Regions from separate parts of the Mus musculus genome. Here region 1 is linked to region 2. The links are chromatin contacts, called in public HiChIP or PLAC-seq maps. All regions are on one chromosome and are shown on one strand. Each heading gives the region's core, a stretch centred on a gene start, on an enhancer-like site or on the middle of the called end of the contact. The rest is flanking DNA. Distances are from core to core; before and after follow the strand shown.

Evidence for each region. HiChIP or PLAC-seq counts read pairs in DNA pulled down with a chosen protein or histone mark.
Region 1: a contact with region 2 is called in an H3K4me3 HiChIP or PLAC-seq map of embryonic stem cells, with 24 read pairs. The contact joins the promoter of Erbb2 here to the enhancer-like site in region 2. A contact is called at or near these places in 1 of 39 promoter capture datasets (macrophages), 1 of 484 Hi-C or Micro-C datasets (embryonic stem cells), 8 of 115 datasets of contacts at active chromatin or transcription factors (the 230-238 cell line, the HPC-7 cell line, effector CD8 T cells and 3 more) and 2 of 9 other capture datasets (adipose tissue and liver).

Annotation. Positions count from the first base shown.
Region 1 is chr11:98,410,119-98,415,355 of GRCm38.p6, forward strand. It overlaps Erbb2 (erb-b2 receptor tyrosine kinase 2), which reads left to right and starts at 2,366. Exons shown (of 27, transcript NM_001003817.1): 1 at 2,366-2,617. The coding sequence starts at 2,545.
Region 2 is chr11:98,297,109-98,302,522 of GRCm38.p6, forward strand. Gm31317 (a long non-coding RNA gene) reads right to left here. Exons shown (of 3, transcript XR_389006.2): 2 at 4,896-5,064; 3 at 1,760-2,008. Among named protein-coding and RNA genes, the nearest start is that of Gm31194, 5.2 kb to the left of the region's middle. Within about 2 kb of position 1,938, at least 18 of the 459 cell types and tissues checked have an H3K27ac peak or open chromatin away from gene starts, as enhancers often do. A contact at or near this core is called in embryonic stem cells and liver, where this site is marked.

The DNA of each region.
Region 1 (5,237 bases), core at 1,116-3,615, 110 kb after region 2:
AGGATGAGAACCACTGGCTTAGAATTTCAGGGTGCCTGGTCTGCAAAATGAAGAATAATGATACAACACTTGGGACTTCGGAGTCCTGAGAGGAGGGATGTGCCTGCAGAGCGATACAGTTGCAGTTCAACCGCTGAGGCCATCCTTAACAGCTCTCTCTCAGCTGCGCTAAAGGAAAGCAGGAGAGGGGCAGGGCTGGGGGAGAAGGGACACCTTTGATCTGACCTTTAGGGTCTTAGCATGCCAGGATACAGCCAGCAATGGCTCTGAGAGCCAGGTTAGTATATCATCTCAGGAGAGCTGAGAAGTTGCAGCTCTGAGGGACACAGAGATTAGCTCAGGGGCTGGAAGATGTGGCCAGGGTAAGAACTGGGTTTTGCTAGGGCTCAGATATTCCCATTGCCTTAAGACATCCTGGGCAGCAAATGTCTTAATCTTTTTGACTCTTGATTTTCATAATCTCAAATAGGTGTGTGTATTTCATTTTGTTATTAAGATTTTTGACCTCAAATCCCCAACCCCTCTCCTCAACTTCCCAAGTGTTGGGATTCTAGTGGTGAGCCATCATCCCCAGCTGAAAATAGGGACAGCTAATCAGAGGGGCTGCTTTGTCACATGTATGTGTTGAACATTCCTGACAATGATCAATGAGTAAATCATTGGATATCATCACCTAATATGTATATTATATAATATTATATATTATAGATGCATACATAATATATACATATATATATATGTCACCACATGTGATTCTTATTACATATGATGCACATACATTTTTTTCTCTCTATTCAAATTCCTTCCTGTCCCCTCTTCCCTGCCCCAATGCTAGGCAAATACATTATCACCAAAACACAGGCTCAGCCCTCTTGTTCTACTTCTGGGTGTGGTGGTGTGATTTATAATGTTGTATTCTTTCTCTTTGAGTACCTCAAATTGATCCCCACAAACACCCCATCTGCCCCAGAATGGCTAAATCTGGGATCATTTACTGAGCAGTTATTATGTGTCAAGCACTACACTGCTGAGTGCTTCTAGAGTGTCTTCTCCTTTAGCCCCTAGCACACACAGTCTTACAGATTTGTAAAACAAGACCCAGAGATCGTCAGTCACTTGCCTAAGGTCTCACTGCCAGAATGTGATAGAGGGAAGATACGAACTCAGGTCTTCTAGATACCAGAGTCCCATGTTCTTTGGCCCCTAGCGTGGAAGTGTCTGCCTGAAACTGAGTTTCAGTTCAATGAAAGTAGATTAAGAGAGGGCCACCCTTCATTTCTCTCCCCCAAAGATGCCTCTGATTGCATCTTGACCAGCACAGGTGTGTTCTTTACTGGAACATTCCAAGTACCATCATCAGATGTAGCAGATAAAGAAGAAGGACGTAATGAAGTTCAATTTGAATTTCAGATAAACGACGGGCAATTCATCCTGGTAAACATGTCTCTTGCAATGTGTTCTTGGAGTTTCCAACCAAAGGCATACCTTTGTTTCCTTTCTCACCTGTTACCAGGCTTCAGGAGTGATATCTAGGTACTTCAGGGGTAAACTGGCAGGCGAAAAGGACAGGGAGAGAGAGGACGATGAATGAAACTGAGAACTGGGTAAAGTCAGAACGAAGTGGGCATGGGGTTGGAGAGATGGCTAAGCAGTTGAGAGCCTGTGCTGCTCTTGCAGAGGACCCAAGTTCTGTTTCCAGCACCAAAGTGGGTGGGCGGCACCCTGTAACTCCAGCTCTGGGGGATTCCCACTTCCTCTTCTGACCTCTGTGGGCAACAGCACTTATGTGACACCCCCCAAAACCCATATATGACCACACATAATTTGAAATAAAAATAAGTCTTAAAAAGAGAAAGAAACAGGAGAAGCTGTTCTTCCAAGGATGAACAGAGGGCTCCCGATGTGACTCGCTTCTCCTAGTTCTGTGGGTTCCTTTAAGATCAGGCAGGAGATACCCAAAAGGACAGAATTGATATCCCAGAGAGTCTTGGAAGTCACCAGTTAGACATAACACATTCCCTTCCCAGGCTGATTTTACCTGAGGATGTGGCGACAAACCATTTATCTGGTATTAAGAGTGTGATGCAAACGTTCCAAGAGTATCCAAGATAAAACCCACCCAAGACTGCAAAGAGGGGTAAAGAGATGCCCTGCTTTTAGGAAGTGGGTGAGAACTGCAAGCAAGCAAGCGAGGCGTCAGGGCACAGGGCGCGACGCACCCAGGCCTGCGCCGGGAGGGAGAAAGTGAAGCTGGGAGCAGCCACTCCCAGTCTTGCTGGAATGCAGTTGGAGGGGTGGGGGGGCGAGCCGGGAGCGCGCGGCTCCCAATCACCGGCGGCGGAGGAGGCGGAGGAGGAGGGCTGCTCGAGGAAGTGCGGCGTGAAGTTGTGGAGCTGAGATTGCCCGCCGCTGGGGACCCGGAGCCCAGGAGCGCCCCTTCCCAGGCGGCCCCTTCCGGCGCCGCGCCTGTGCCTGCCCTCGCCGCGCCCCGCGCCCGCAGCCTGGTCCAGCCTGAGCCATGGGGCCGGAGCCGCAGTGATCATCATGGAGCTGGCGGCCTGGTGCCGTTGGGGGTTCCTCCTCGCCCTCCTGTCCCCCGGAGCCGCGGGTACCCAAGGTGGGTCTTGGCTTGGGGAGGGCTCGGGCCGCTACGGCTGCGCCCACGGGCGGCCGGAGCCGCGGGGCCCCGAGAGCTCCACGGCCGGGCGGTCCGGGACGTTGGGACGATTCCGGCTACCGGCGCCGCGGCCCGGAGGAGATCGGAGCAGTTGGGGATGGGACAGTCACTCGGAGAACCACACTGGAGGTCCGGACCGGCCCCTTCTCGCTACACCGGAGCCTCCCGGGCTCCAGGAGACTCCGGGAACTCCTTGGGAAAGTTCTCTGAAACTAGTCGGAAAGTTTTCCTCCGGAGGGTGTGTGAAGCGCTGTGCGTGCGTGCGCCTGCTTCCCCCCTTTCGAGCCCCCCTCACGCTTTCTCAGAGCTCTTCCAGTTGGCAGCCTCCGCCTCCGGACCGGACTGGGCAGGATGCCTTCGGGGTCCCCTCTGCCCCTCCCCTCCCCCTTCCCACCCCCTCTGGCCCTTTGGGTTTAGTAAGTTACTCCAGCTTCCAGTGGGGTCGCCGTGGAGGGGGCGGTGGGGAAAGTAACCCATCCTGTCGAGCAGGGAGGACCGAGTGGCGGCTCCGCAGTTGAGTTGCCTATCGATAGTGTCTGGGATATGGGGGAGCAGGAGGAGGGGCAGGCATTTGTTTGCAACAGTTCTCTCTCATTCTCTCTCTCTCTCTCTCTCTCTCTCTCTCTCTCTCTCTCTCTCTCTCTCTCTCTCTCTCTCTTCTGTGCTGGGGATGGAACACCCCTACCCTCCATCCCAGTCTCGCCCGTGTTAGGCAAGCCCTCTATCACAGTGCTGCACACTCCACAGCCCTGTTTTGAACAAATTTCCTTAGAGCCAGCTTAAGTACTGTGTGCTTTGGGATTCCGGGAAGGCTCGGATCTTGAAGGGTGGTCTTGTGTTTTCCCGGCTTCCATACAATAAACTGGAAAGGGTTCCTGGGCATTTGGGGGCGGGGGGAGGGCACCGAAAAGGAGTAAGGTCAGCTAGGGGTAGACAGAGAGCTGGGTTGTTTTCTTGCCTTTATCTTCGTGTTGGGGGCTGGGAGGGTGACCCAGCAGTGTGTATACTGACCCATATGTCCAGTTCTACCATGAGCGTAAAAGCTGACAGTCACCCCGTGTGGGTCAGCTCTGCCAGGCTCCGTGGGTGGTGGCTTGCATGCATTCCTTCTACAGTACTAAGAACAACTCCACAGTGGAAACATTAGTAGCCTTCTCCTTGTCCCAGGGGGGAAACCTGGGCTGGGGAAATGAAGTATCCTGGAGTAACTGGTGGATCCCAGGCAATGTGACCAGCCACAGGATATGATATATGATTCACATAAATACGAGTCTAGCTGAGCAGTGCGGAGACACTGCTTCCGTAATCAGTGGGCTGTATTGAAGATGCAGAACACAGGTTCTGGAAACAGTAGGTGCTCTCCAGAGGCCAGCGAGCCTGGAGGCTGGTGGAGTATCACCATCTGTGCCCCCTTGCCCCCCTCTCCTGCCCCAGTTCCTGACAGCACACTGCTGTGCTCACTGTGGGATACCCCTGTGTGTCTGAGGTTTTTATGATGGTTGTGTGTTCCTCCCAGTTTCTGTTGCCAAACAGCAGTCTCTCTGCTGACTTGGGGACACAGGATGAACTCTGCCCTCTCTAGGAACTTCCTCAAGGCACTGGGCTCTATCTGTTGTAAACACTGGGAGATGCCCCTTGCCTTCTTCAGGATGGAGTCTCCTTTCAGTTTCTCAGGAGGCCAGCCTTCCTGCTGACTTTCCGTGCAGAAGAGTGAGGTTAGACCCTTCACCTGAGCTGGGTAGGGTCTGCAGTTGACCAGAAGTGGCCCTGTGCTGTAGAGCTGGAATCTGAAGGGTCTGCTCTCCAGACAGGGAGTGGAGGGCTGCTGAGCCTTCATCCCTTCAGATGCACTGCTGGATGCAGAGGGACAAGGCAGAGTTTGCCTTGCCAGGAATGGTTAAAAGGGCAGGGCACCATCAGCTGCCTCTAGCTCCAGGTTCGACCCCAGAACTGGTCTTGGGCAGGTGTGTAGGGGAAAGGAGATCTGGGGAGACCCAGAGGATCAAGCTGTTGCTGGGTTCCTCAGTACTAAAGGTTTTGTGAAATGCAGTAAACACAGGTCTTTAACTTGGCAGGGGTCATTCCTATTTCAATTCTAGTCTGAGTCTCTCCAGGCCCTTCCTACCTTTTGTTATACATACGGGGACTAAATAGATTCCTCTTGCAGAAGACCTGGGGCTCAGTTCCCAGTTCTCACCTGGTGGCTCACAACCATTCATAACTCCAATTCTAGATTGGATGCTTAATTCTGACCTCCACAGGCACCAGGCATGTGTGTTAGTGCAGACACAAGGGCAGGCAAGAGACACACATCAAGTAAAATTAACCCTAACAAGAAAAGAGAGAAATATATTGCATCTCAAAATCAAATGGAAAAGGCTTTCTCTTTTCTCCTGTAATTACCCAGATCCCACTAAGTGCTTGTCTCCCGTTTTAAAAACTTCTTTCTGCTTCTTACATGCCAGATCATTTTCCATAGATGGTTTTGTGCTCTCTCTCTGCACTGTCCCGTGAAGCAGGTGCACAGATGAAACACACACACACACACACACACACACAC
Region 2 (5,414 bases), core at 688-3,187:
ATTAATTCCTGCTTTTTGAGAGTAATGTTTACTCTGAGAGGGTCCAGAGGTTACCTGAAGTTTTGCAAAAGGGGCATCAGGCACTCCTTGCTGTTTAGTGCAAAGGCCAGCTGCCTGCTATGGTCCTTCATTGACCCAGCTTTCTGGGGAGCTGGAGTGTCCCCACACGTCCCTGGTGTCCAAAGCTAAGTTAAGGAAGAAATCCTTGAAATTCTTGCCCCCTCCCTCACCTTCTCTCTCTCTCCTCTCTCTCTCCCCTTCTCTCTCTCCCCCTTGCTGGGGTGGAATCTGGGCCATTGCAGGTCTATGGAAACACCGGAGGGATCCAATCCACCCCTCTTAGACTGGGAACAGAAACCAGGAATCCACAGACAGAATCAGAAGCGTTTAAGTAAAAGCAAGAGGCTTTGATCCAAATGGAGAGTTCCTTCCTTCCTTCCTGCTGGACTCACCTTCCTTTTCCCTGGGACACCCCCCTCCCATCCCTCCTCAGCATGGTGGCAGGTTCTGAGGGAGCTCCTCAGGCAGGAGAGAACCCTGAGGGAGCAGGGAAAGGAGCCCCTGGGCCCCAGCCTCCTTCAGGTACCACTTAGCCCTCCTGGCCTGTTTGACCTTGGGGCTCCTGACCTTGATCTGCCCTTGGCAGTGGCAGAGAAAGATGGAGGAGCTAAGTGAAGGAGCTGAGAGTGCGGATCAGACAGCCTGGAATAAGGAAGAGCAGGAAGCAGAAGAAGCAGGGGGCGGGGCCAGTGATCTGGCCCTCTGTCACCTTTCCTGAATACCTACTATGCACCAGGTGATGGGCTCTACCCCAGTTTAAACTGGATTGTGCCATCCAGGCCCGCCCCAGCCCTGGGCCGAGGTGTTACAGTCTCCACTCTGCCCTGACAGAGAAGGAAACCGAGACTCTGAGCCTTATGTAATCTGCCCAAGGTCACACAGCTTGTCAGAAGTACAGCCAGGAGCCTAGCCCAGGCCTGGCGGCCTCCAGTGGCTTCTCCTTGCTGCCAGAAAGTCCTCCTCCTGGAAAAGAAGGTCTGGGGTTGGGGTTTTCAGTTCGAGCTCCTGGGGATCCTCGGGCAAATCCATTGTCATCTGCCCTCTCCTCCTCACCCATCTGCCAGGCCAGTCGCGGGTGAGCCCCCTGCCACGGCCCCTGCCCCAGCCCCAGGTGCAAGCTTATCTTTGCCTGGCTCCCCACCTCTCCCCCGTGCACCCAAGGTGGTTCTGAGGTCACCACCCACCCACCCCCGCGCGTGCCTTTAGCGCCTTTAATTCTGCATCGCCATGTCGACTCAAAGTGCATGGGAAAAGCCGGGCCAGAGTGGAGGTCACTTGAAGGTTGAAAGTGGTGGCTCTTTGGGGGCAAAAGATTGGGGTGCTGATTACCTCCCCTGATTTAAAAGAACCCTCCCCAGCCTCCACCCCTCACCCGAGAGACAGCCAGAGCTTTGCTAAGTTAATGAAATACAAAAGAAGGAATCAGAGGTGGGGGAGGCTCCCGAGCCCTGGAAAGCGAGGGAGAGAAAAAGTTGGGTCTCTTCCAAAGAGTTAATGTTCCACAGTATGATCGATTAGGTGTCAGATGTAATTTCAAACCAATACAAGATGAATGGCATAATTTTCCCTCTCTCATTTTAGACAGAATTAAGAATCCATTAGCTAACACAAATTTTTGGCAAGTTTAATAGGAGCTCAAATCTACATTCGGAGGAAACGCTCCCCAAAGCCTGTTTCAAGCTTTTACTTCTTCGGCCCCCTGCCTCCAATGCCCTCAACTCTCAGCAGCCGGCTGCTGTGTCCCCCACCGGCAGCCCCCACTCCTTTCCTGGCCCCCAAATGCCCCTCCCTAACCCAGCCCAAGATTAACTGGCCTGACCCCTCTCACAAAGGCCGGGCCAGCCCACCATTGTCTTGCAGTGGATGGTTGGAGGAAGGGTTGGAGGGGCTGGCAGAGGGCCCAGGGAAAGGAAGGTTTTCTGAATTGGCCCCAGGCTCCAGAAGCACCCTGGGGAGAGAGGTAAATTGGGACCCTGGTCAGTTCCTCAGTTGTAACCCCAGGAAAGTTTTTATCCTAAATAGAACATTATCCCACTCACTCCCCCAGTCTTGCTGTTCCCAACAGTCAATATGTTACTCCATGGAGTGACTATCGACCCATTTCTCACATGAAGAAACTGAGCCCAGAGAGTTGATTGTAGTCAGCTGCGCACAGGATGGACCCTGGCTCTGCTACTCATTGCTTACTAGAACCTAAAGACGCTTGCCCTGGGGCCTCAGTTTCCCTCTGTGGAAAATGGGGAGGGCATCGGAATGGAATGGGATGGCTCCCAGCAGGGCTCAAGGTGCTGCCTAGTGCTTTGAGGCTCTCTTGGCAAAGAGCATCCCTGGCTGTCCAGGCTAGAGCCAAGAGAGTCAGCTCAGTGCTGGCCCAGGGAAGCTCACAGCCTAGTAGGCAGAGTAATTATGGCCCTTACCTTTTACTAGTGGTTTCCTGTGTCAAATCTGGAAACAGATTTTTTTTCAAGACAGGGTTTCTCTGGGTAACCTTGGCTGTCCTCGAACTCACTCTATAGACCAGGCTGGCCTTAAACTCACAGAGATCCATTTGCCTCTCCCTTCCAAGTGTTAGGATTAAAAGGCATGTGCTGCCGTGCCCAGTGGGAACAAACTCTTTACACATATTATTCCTCAACATACCCATTCTCCAGATTCAGAAACTGAGACCCAGATGAAGGTCACCCAATTAGGAAGTGGCAGAGCTGGATTCCACTTCAGAATGCCTGGCTCTAAGGCCTGTTGCTGTTGCTAGCAGTTGGCAGAGGGCAAGGAGGCTTGGATTAGGTCTTTCCCCTACCTTAATTTTGTTTGTTTGAAATAGGGTTTCATGTAGCTTAGGCTGACCTCAAACTTGCTATGCATCTGATGACTTTGAGGCCCTGGCCATCTGGCCTTAGCCTTCCAGGTGCTGGGATCGCCAGCATGGGCAACACACCCTTCAAGTAACCTTGAGACAGGATGTCACTCCATAACCTAGGCTAGCCTCAAACTTACAGCAATCCCCCTGCCTCATTTTCCAAGTACCACAACCCCCTCTTGAATTAGGTCTGAACTGATGAGTGAGAGCTTCCAGGTGGGTAAGGTGCAAAAGGACATTCTAGGCAGTAAGAATTCCACATACAAAGGCACACACAGAAACCCTGGCTAGAGGGCCTGTAAGGACCAGACTTGCTGTAGACAGCAGAAAACTTTGGGCAGATGAGCTGGCCCGTACTCATTATGCCCACAGCTTTGCTGTAACAGTGGGTAGATCTTCCTACTGTTTGACTCCCACAGACAGCTCCGCTCCACAGGCCCTGCTTAGGAATTTTGACTTTGTCCTGGGGTCTAAGAATCATCCCTGTCCCCCAAGTGCCAACAGCTCAGCTTAACTGCCTTGCTGTACACATTGCAGTAACCACAGGACACAGATCCTGTTGTCCCATTGCTCAGATGAGTCACCTGAGGCTCAGTGAAGTTAAGCGACTCGGCTCAAGTTTCAAAGCCAGGCTGCAGAGCCCAAGGCCTGAGCTCTTAGGCAGCCTACTTCTTGCACCCTGGGAAGGGATGGTGAACCCTGGAGGACTTTCCACCAGAGTTTCAAGGGAAGAAAACTCTGTTGGGGGAGGGGACACTCTCTTGCAATCTCAGTACTTTAGAGATCGAGATAGAACGATCAGAAATTGAAGGCCAACCTCGGTTACATAGCAAGTTAGAGGGCAACCTGGGTTACCCAAGACCGTGTCTCAGGGGGAAAAAAATGTGATAGGTGTATAAGGGGTTAGGTTCAAGCAAGTGAGACAGAGGCAGGGAAGTGGCCGCTCTGGTCCAGACCAGTGCCTGTAGGCACGTCCCCACTTAACAGATGGGAATGCTGGAGGTCCAGAGATGTCAGTCAACCAACCCCTCTGGATTGCTTGGCTTTTTTTTTTTTTTTTTTTTTTTTTAGATATGTTTTCTCTATGTAGCCCTGGCTGTCCTGGAACTCACTCTGTAGACCAGGCTGGCCTCGATATCCGCCTGCCTCTACCTCCCAGTGCTGGGATTAAAGGCGTGTGCCACCACTGCCTGGCAACTGCTCACCTTTTATAGGGTAGAGTCAGGACTGCTGGGGCCCCAACCTCTCCTTCCCCCCCACCCCACCCCCACACAAGGGAAGATGGACCAACACAAGGGAAGATGGACCAGACTGATTAGTTTCTGCCTCCCCACCCCTGCCCCTTAGTGCTCCTGAGAGAGCTATGGATGTTTTGACTCAACAAACGCCCTTGACCTAGAGAAGAGCAAAGAAGGGCGGTTGGAAGGGCAGGGCGTCCAGAGCCCTGAGAACCTGTTGCCGACTGTTCTGTTGCCGGCTGTTCTGTTGCCGACTGTTCTGGAAGTACAGGAAGGTTTTCGCTGCTGTCTTTCTCAGTCCTAGGGAAGAAAAGGCTCCTAGTCTCTCGCCTTAAGTTTTGTGAAGAACTTGAGTGTGTGTGTGTGTGGGGGGGGGGGGGGGGAGTAGGAAGAAGTGTTCCCCGTTGAGCCTGACATATTTATGTGGCTATCCTCTGAGGCGCTCCTGTGTGTCTGACACTGTTTGGGGGCTGGGACACTTCAGAGATCCTTGCCTGTAAGGACTTTTGTTCTAGCTAGGGAGACAGACTTAGTAGACTATTCAGAGGCTAGAAGGGAGAAAGTGCTGTGGCCCAAGGTCACGGTGAGGTGCTGAGAGGAGGTCAGAGGTCATGGTGAGGTGCTGAGAGGAGGTCAGAGGTCATGGTGAGGTGCTGAGAGGAGGTCAGAGGTCACGGTGAGGTGCTGAGGTAAGGTCAGAGGAGGCCTCAGAGCAGAAGGGTGGCATCTGAGCTACCCACCTTTGAGGGTGAAGAAGTCCCCAGCCCAGATACTAAGACCATCAGGGTCCAGTTGTGGAGCAGCACAGATGTGGAGAAGGATCAATGGACTGGAGAGGAGCAGTCAGTGAGGGCAGCAGCCAGGAAGATGGATGGGTGGGCTGAGGCACAGGCTACAACGCCTGGTCGTCTGCAAGAGATAGGAAGGAAGGGTTCTGGCCAAATTCTGAAAATTCTGAGTACAGGAAAGCCATGCCAAAGTGCCTTTGCAAAAGCTCATCGCAGCTCCAGGAGGGAAATTAGACAGAGGACAGGGGAGGAAGATCTTTTTTCCTATCAAATAGAAATAGAAACATGTAGGATTCAAGGGACCCATGAGATCGGGAAGAGTATGCCACACCCACCTGAAGTCTTGAGTTCAACCTACGGCAACCATGCACAGGTGGAAGGAGAACTGACCGCTCCGGTTGTCCTAGGACGTTCTTGAGACAAGCATGGGGCGAGTATGCACTCATTCACACACACACACACACACACACA